Linked DNA regions of Gossypium hirsutum: region 1 is linked to region 2. Evidence: chromatin contacts called from public Hi-C data. All regions are on one chromosome and are shown on one strand. The core of a region is the stretch at or near the end of the contact, and the rest is flanking DNA. Distances in the headings are between cores, read along the strand shown. Region 1 holds the start of LOC107920116 (probable bifunctional methylthioribulose-1-phosphate dehydratase/enolase-phosphatase E1). Region 2 holds the start of LOC107919625 (agamous-like MADS-box protein AGL80).

What was found. A called contact is a pair of places that touch in the nucleus more often than the background predicts.
Region 1: a contact with region 2 is called in a Hi-C map of leaf, with 2.5 times the contacts expected there. The contact joins the promoter of LOC107920116 here to the promoter of LOC107919625 in region 2. A contact is called at or near these places in 2 of 34 Hi-C or Micro-C datasets (both in leaf).

What each region holds. Positions count from the first base shown.
Region 1 is chrD13:52,061,086-52,064,889 of Gossypium_hirsutum_v2.1, forward strand. It overlaps LOC107920116 (probable bifunctional methylthioribulose-1-phosphate dehydratase/enolase-phosphatase E1), which reads right to left and starts at 1,475. Exons shown (of 11, transcript XM_016849649.2): 1 at 1,274-1,475; 2 at 1,014-1,164; 3 at 393-512. The coding sequence starts at 1,118. It overlaps LOC107920119 (a long non-coding RNA gene), which reads left to right and starts at 1,498. Exons shown (of 3, transcript XR_005923008.1): 1 at 1,498-1,909; 2 at 2,212-2,935; 3 at 3,364-3,723.
Region 2 is chrD13:51,880,875-51,884,186 of Gossypium_hirsutum_v2.1, forward strand. LOC107919625 (agamous-like MADS-box protein AGL80) reads right to left here and starts at 2,038. Exons shown (of 1, transcript XM_016849049.2): 1 at 1,221-2,038. The coding sequence starts at 1,950. The coding sequence ends at 1,462.

The sequences.
Region 1 (3,804 bases), core at 225-2,724, 180 kb after region 2:
TGATTTAGCATATGCAAGATGAATTTCTAGTGAGCTTCAATTCAGAGACTCAAGAAAGGTTGTTGATAACTATGTTGCTCTGACTTGGGGGAAAGTATTGGATATAGGCGTGTGTCCAATACGGGCATGCTCAAATTTTTCAATGTTTTTCTATATATTTGAAGCATAATACACCCATAACGGTGTCTGAATCCATGTTGGACATGGATACTTCAAGAAAATGAAGAATTGAAGTAACAAAGGTGAATCAAGTGCAACCAGGAAATAGACTCATATACTGCTTGTTGATATAGAATACTCATTAATATTTTTCAGCCACATGAAAATCTATGATCATCATGAAAGTCAATCTCATAGTTCCTATTGACGAGATGAACACAAAAGAAACATACAGCTTTGGCAAGGGAATCCGTGATATCATTTTCATAGGCTGTGTTCTCAATTATTGGGATTACAAGTTCGTCATAGTAACCATGCCCCTGAATTCCTTTTATCATTTCCATATGAGTGATCTGCAAATGTCCAAAAGGGAATAAGTAAATCAATCGCTGAAAGAGAAAGAACAAAGAGAAGACACTGGAGAAGGAAATTAAAAGCAAGGGAAAGACAGAAAGCTCACTTTAGCAAAATATTTCGGTCAGGGAAAAAATTACGCGAAACTCTTTTGAAAGTGAATTTATCATAGTTACAAGACATGATTCCATTCCACGACTGTGGATAACCGGTCCACCATCACGCAGATCATATGTCTGAGATACTTACACTATAAGCACTCGTTTTCTCGTAAAAACTTATCAAAGGTCATGCTGAAAAGGAATATTATGTTTAAAAGTAAAGCATATCACAAGAGCATACTATCCTAACAAATGCTATAACATCAAAAATAGGATCATTATCGCCTCAGTAAATTCCAGATTACAATTTCAAAAAAAAAAATACTCGGTAAAATAAACTACTGGTTTGATTAAACAATGCCAAATAATAGTTTTCAGAAAAGCAGATATAATAGTTGCCTTCATGAAAAGAGGAGCACAATTGGAGCACTTGGGAGGCTTATGAGGATATGGCTTTGGCGAAGGTGAAGATATGATAGACCAGTCTCCTGATAATCCATACATGACTAGAAGCGTGTCAAAAAAGGACACTCCCGGACTTTACTTTGGCCTGAATCAGAACGGAAAAAAAAAACCCATATACAAGAATAGAACTTCAGTAAACAGATAAAAAGAACTTTAACATTTAATCGTGATAATTTATGGGATTTTTAACATACCCGTCTTCTTTGGAGTCGATTCGCTTATATGAAGATGATGATGCTGGGGTTTTTTTTTGCAGAGAACGAAATACAGAGGCAAAGGTAAGGTAAGGACGGTAAATGAGAAGGGAAAAAAGGGATAAATGGGGAAGAAAATAAAGGGAATATGAGTGTCTGCCTAAGAACGAAAAAAAAAAAAGTTAATGTATTATATAGTTATAAATTTACTAGATGTTTGGTTGGGTGTAATGGGTTTGCCATTACAGTCCTATTCCGTGGGCCCCACCTATTCCGTCGTTTGGTTGGGTGTAATGTCCTCAAACAGAAGCTGCCAGCAAATCTTTTGTTGCTGAAGGTAACTGCAAAAAAAAACTAGAGGACCGGCCACACCATCAACAGACTGCAAAAAAAAAGTGAGTTTTTCTCAGATCTGATTCCATAACTTTTTCCTTCCTTTCAGCCGCCACAACTGCTTCTTCTTCATCACTCATCAGCAGACTACTTCTTCTTCTTCATCCGCTCGCCGGCCGCCAGTCATCCGTGTCCATTTTCGGACAACGATGTCTTGACAGTTCGTATTCCGTAGGACACCAGTACGAGAGGGAAGATCCGTGTCGGTGCTTCTCCATTGCCTGACATCCTTATACAAGAAAGGTTTTTTATTTGCTAACATTTTACATCTCATTCTGTTCTCTGAAAAAAATTTGAATTTTGATTCATTCCCATGTGACTCATCCCTTGAAGCAATATAAACTACAAACTGTGTGGCTTTATATTCAATCTCAACCTTAGCTAGGTTTACCTTCTTGTTGTGGTTCAAACAAGGGAGCAACTATATATGAAAAATCAAGTTTTATCTTTTTACAGAGGTTCACCATCGTTTTCACTAAAACTAACGACATTCTTCTGGTTTTTTTAGTTTGTTAGTAATATTGTTTTACCATTTTTATTTTCAGCTTGACATAACTGCAATCATAGCCGAGATTTACATTTTAAGCTTCAGTGGCGATTTCATCTCTCCCTTGTATTCAACCTGTAAGAGTTCCTTTCAAAGCTTGTAGCTTCTTTCCTGCTGGTGTTTGTGGTGGATTCAACAATAAGAAAAGGATAAATGCTGTTGTTTTTTCTTCGTTGAGGAAAATTTCCAACGATATCAGCATTGAATCCGAGGTGCTTTTTTCTTTAATGTGCATTTGCTTGATGAAGCAGCCAACTGTTTTTAGTAATTATCTGCTTGTCTTTTACTCCATCAAGGCATTGGCTGATTAAATAGTTTGCAAGCATGGATTTTATATGGCTTTACCCCTTATCCTTGAAGAAGAAGTGTTAAAATACTATCTAATAAAGTATATCTTTCCCAAATGAAGACATAAGGACAAGCTAGATTTATTAGCTATTAACGAATGGAGATGTCAGATAGAAGAAAAGGATTATCGAACTTCGAATTTGTTTAAGCAGTCTTGCACTAATAACTTGCTTTGCCTTAGCCATGAATCCAGGCTTCTTTGCCCCACCTCATGCCCATTTGATGCTGATATTATTACTGGTAAGTTAGCCCGGCATTTCCTGAAACAGCTAATAATGTTATTAGTATTCCTCTAACCCTATTTTCATCTATGTGTTTTGACTAGTGCTTAAGAATTAACTGGACTATGGGAGGTCCCAATCTTATCCATTATGGTATGAACTGTTGCACATCTGGAAAATAAAATATAGGATTAATGGTAACCATCTCTGAAAGGAGTCAAATGTTGCCTGGTACTATGAGTTGAGGTACTAAGCCATTGAGGGCTTAGTGGTGATTGGCAAAACCCCTTTGCTTTCGAACCCCTTGTCCTCTGTCTCTATGGTTTTCTGATTTCAGTTCTTTATTCTTAAAAATCAGATCTCTAATTTGTTTAAATTATATTGATTGTGGAAATTTATTTTATTACTAGTGAAAATACAATATGGTAGTTCTTTGCACTATGTAGACGCATGGTTATAGTGAAGTTGTTATTCTTGTATGGTATCTCATTGATTTTGTATATATATTCTCTTAGACTTCTATATATTTTGAAAAACCGCACATCTATAAGGACCTAAATATCTAAAATTTTTAATTTTAGGTTGATACATTGTTGGACAATATCAAATGGGATGACAAAGTCAAAATGTTGACACTGGAGCCATATTAATGCAAGGCTTTGTCAACAGGGATGCACTAACTACAACTATCACTTTTAGGAAGGCAACGTTCTTCAATCGATCACAGGCAACATTGTGGACAAAAGGAGAAACTTCCAACAATTTCATCAACATTTATGACAAAAGGAGAAACAAGTTATGCGTGCAATTTAGTTGGAGAGGTTTTTTGTTAGGTCATGTAAAACTTTTGTTGGTTAAACTATTAGAAATTCAAGAGCAAATTGGGTCCTCTAATATAAAAATGAGGAATTTAGTCCTTATATAATTCGTTTTGAAGCAAACAAGTAACTTTTGAATAGTTTTAATATTTTTTTATATAAATGCTCGTGGAAAAAATTGAAAATAAACATGTCTAAAAGTTT
Region 2 (3,312 bases), core at 788-3,287:
ACCATCCATAGCCCGAATGTCTCTTCTTTCCCCTTGGCACTTTCGGCCGGTGTCTTCTCCTTCTCCATTAGTTGAACCCCCAAACTCTCCGAGTGAGGGCACAGGGCCTTCGGGTGACCATACCTGTCGAAACCAAAACAAATCAAAGATAAGGCCTCATATTCAACTCATTGTATTGTTCCATTTACCAGAATATGCGGAAGCAGAGGTTTGTCAAGGTTCAGGAAAATCGCCATTCGAGAAAATCGCCCCCTCGATCTACTGTCTATGTTGTAATCTGGCTTTGTCACTTGATCAATTAAACCACCAATCTCTTCTAAGATCTTCCTCTTACACAGGAACCCCGATAAACCAAGTAGTCTAATCCATGTAATGACAACATTTGGAAACGGTTGCGAGGGACTAAAGTCCGGTGTCCACGGCTGGACAATTAAGTATTGTTCGAATACGACCCACGGCCATTGGTAAGAACTTTATCAATGTCATCGTTACTTTAGAATTTCACTAAAATGCAACCATGTTCAACATCCATAAGTTTAAATGGCATGGACGGTCACCACAAATTTTAAATCTTGTTGTGTAGGTTGGTGCAGCCAATATTTCTCCCCAAAAGCTTAACAACCACCTTGGTAGCCATCTCCTTAACCAAAAGCTGTTGAACTCAGTCAGAGAACACAATCGACAGGACTCCATTAACCATGGATCTCGTAATGTCTCTATCTAAGAGGTTAAAATCCTCCTTAAACACCCTATATGAATCAGTAGAAACATTGTTACGCTCAAGAGATCCCTTACCTAGAAGTCTGTCCTTCCAAGAAAGTGTTGGTTCAGGGGATAGGTCAACGACCATATCGATACCTTCCTCCCCTTCGGTTTCTTTAAAACGTACTTTTTTTGGCATTTCGATCTGCTTTCGACAAGCGAGAGCCATCACAATCTTCAGTCATAAGGAAAGAAAAAAATCTTGTTTTTTTATCAATATATTAACAAAACTATTTTTTAAATTTCTTCAATTTTGACTTAAGTGAAATTTTTCTTATTATAACAATAAGAGAAGGTTGATTTAAGCGTATTTAAACTCTGGGTGGAAAGGAAGTATGGGTCTCTTTGTATCAGAAAACCAAATAGTTCAGTACTAATCTAAACTCATAAAACAAACATTAATATGCTTTTTTTCTTTCTAGTTCAAAAAAAAAATGTTATTTTTCTGCAAATAAGCCTTCATAAAAAATGACTCCATAGAAATCTGAAATGGGGGAAATGATATATTTCGATTATTACAAAGACAATAGCCACATAAAATATTCGAATTCTATGTAATTTATTGAACCATATTAAATTCAAGGGGTAACCGAGTTCAATATTTGGTCGACATAATACAAGCAAAAATTGAAGTTGATAATCCTATATATCCCAAGACAAAGACGGCACTAAAACCAGAGAGCACTGTCAATAACATCCTTAGGAACAAGACGCTTTAGTAAGCACACGAACCCTATCGTCAATATCCTTCAAGTTTTGCTTAACCAACGGACCCAGCTCATTCAAATCCATCGAATTCAAACTCTGCAATATCCCTTTTCCGTTCAGGCTTTGGAACATGGTATTTTTCAACTCCTTCTGTCGATTCTCCTTACGCAGTTTCCTAAGATGTTGAGTAGCTTTGGCTAAGCTTTGCTCAAGGAAACTCTCTTGGTTAACCATCTTATTGTTTTGTTTCGACAGGGGCAGCTTCTTGAACTCGGACAGCAAGCATCGGGCACCCGCGTGGGACAGCCATACCTCCGGTTGGGAGTCGAAATCAGCAGAGTTAATAGCACAAGCTTCAATCCCACAAAGGGTAGTGAGTTCATGCACCTTCTTCACTAGACCCTTGGTTCTTTTCTTGTAGGTAGTTTTCCTTGCTGAATCATTGGTAATGTAGGCAAGCTTTATTTTCTTTCTAGACATAGAGAATTGAAGGCTTAGTTTCTATGTATTTGATTGCATGTTACCCACACATTGTGTGTGCTTATATATGGATATTACAGGCTTGTGGAGAAGAGGGGATGCCCCACTTGTCCTCGCTGAACACATATTAATGTTGACCTAAAAAGGAAAGGAGAAGATAGGTGTTCAAATTCCAGTTATGATACCAAATTCATTACCTTAATAGGTGTAATTTTAATGTAGACATTAAATGCATAAGTATGTTTAGGGTTAATATTTCTGGTTTTCAGTTATATATTTCATATTTTAATGATATATACCATTTGTGTCATAAAGGTCGAAATAAAATTTAAGACAGCTAAGTTTGGAGCAACCAAATCAGTAAGCTTAGCCCAATACTGAACCCAAAAACCAAATTTATACTGAGGATTTGAAAAACAACGCAAATTCTATATATGAATTTTAGAGAATAATAATAATATTTACAAAGAGATACAAGCTATTAGGTAAAAGTAGCCTCCACAAGGGCATCAAGACTCGTGGGTTACCCTCAAGCTTCCAGACTATCAAACCTATGTGCTTTGTTGATCCATTGAATCTCAATGTATTGTCTACAAATGGTATTTCGTTAGCTCTTATACATGGTGGTTATGAGAGTGAATGCTTCCTTGTAGCAATATGCCCATACACTTCCTTATTCCACTTTTTCAAAATAGACTAAACCCGTTTTCAAGCTATATCAAATAAGTTGGGAAAAGAAAAGTGTTGCACTCAAGAAGCCAAGAACCAAAAAGACTGTTGTGTCGAATTTGTCTTGTCGAATGTGAAGAAATAAAAATGGGTCGATGGTTCGATTTCAATCGGGGAAGATGAAACAAAGTTGCGTTTAGGAATAAACAAAACCACTCACTATTCGTAATTTACTTATATATAACTATTGATATATTATATAAAGTTAAGTGTGTATGTATATTAACGATAATTATATCTCACACTATAAAGTAAATTCATATTAATTAAAATATTTATTAAATTATATAAATATTAATTATTATTATTTTTGTTTAAAGTAATTTAACTAATTGAATTGATCAAAAAATAAAGGGGATAAACAAAAATATAGGGATTTTTATGATTCCATCTCATTATTTGGTTAGATTTAGTGACGCAAAAGAATATAGTGCAAGATAAACTAAATTTGATTTTAGAGAATAATATGTTAAAGAAGAGATTTTTTATAATATTTTTATATTTAATTTTAAAAAATATAATTTATATTTATTAATTTGTGTAAAGTATAACCAATGTTTAAGGTAAATATTGATAGTTAAAACATGACTTTTGTGTTCAAACTTTGTTGGAAGCATTTATTTTGTAACTAGT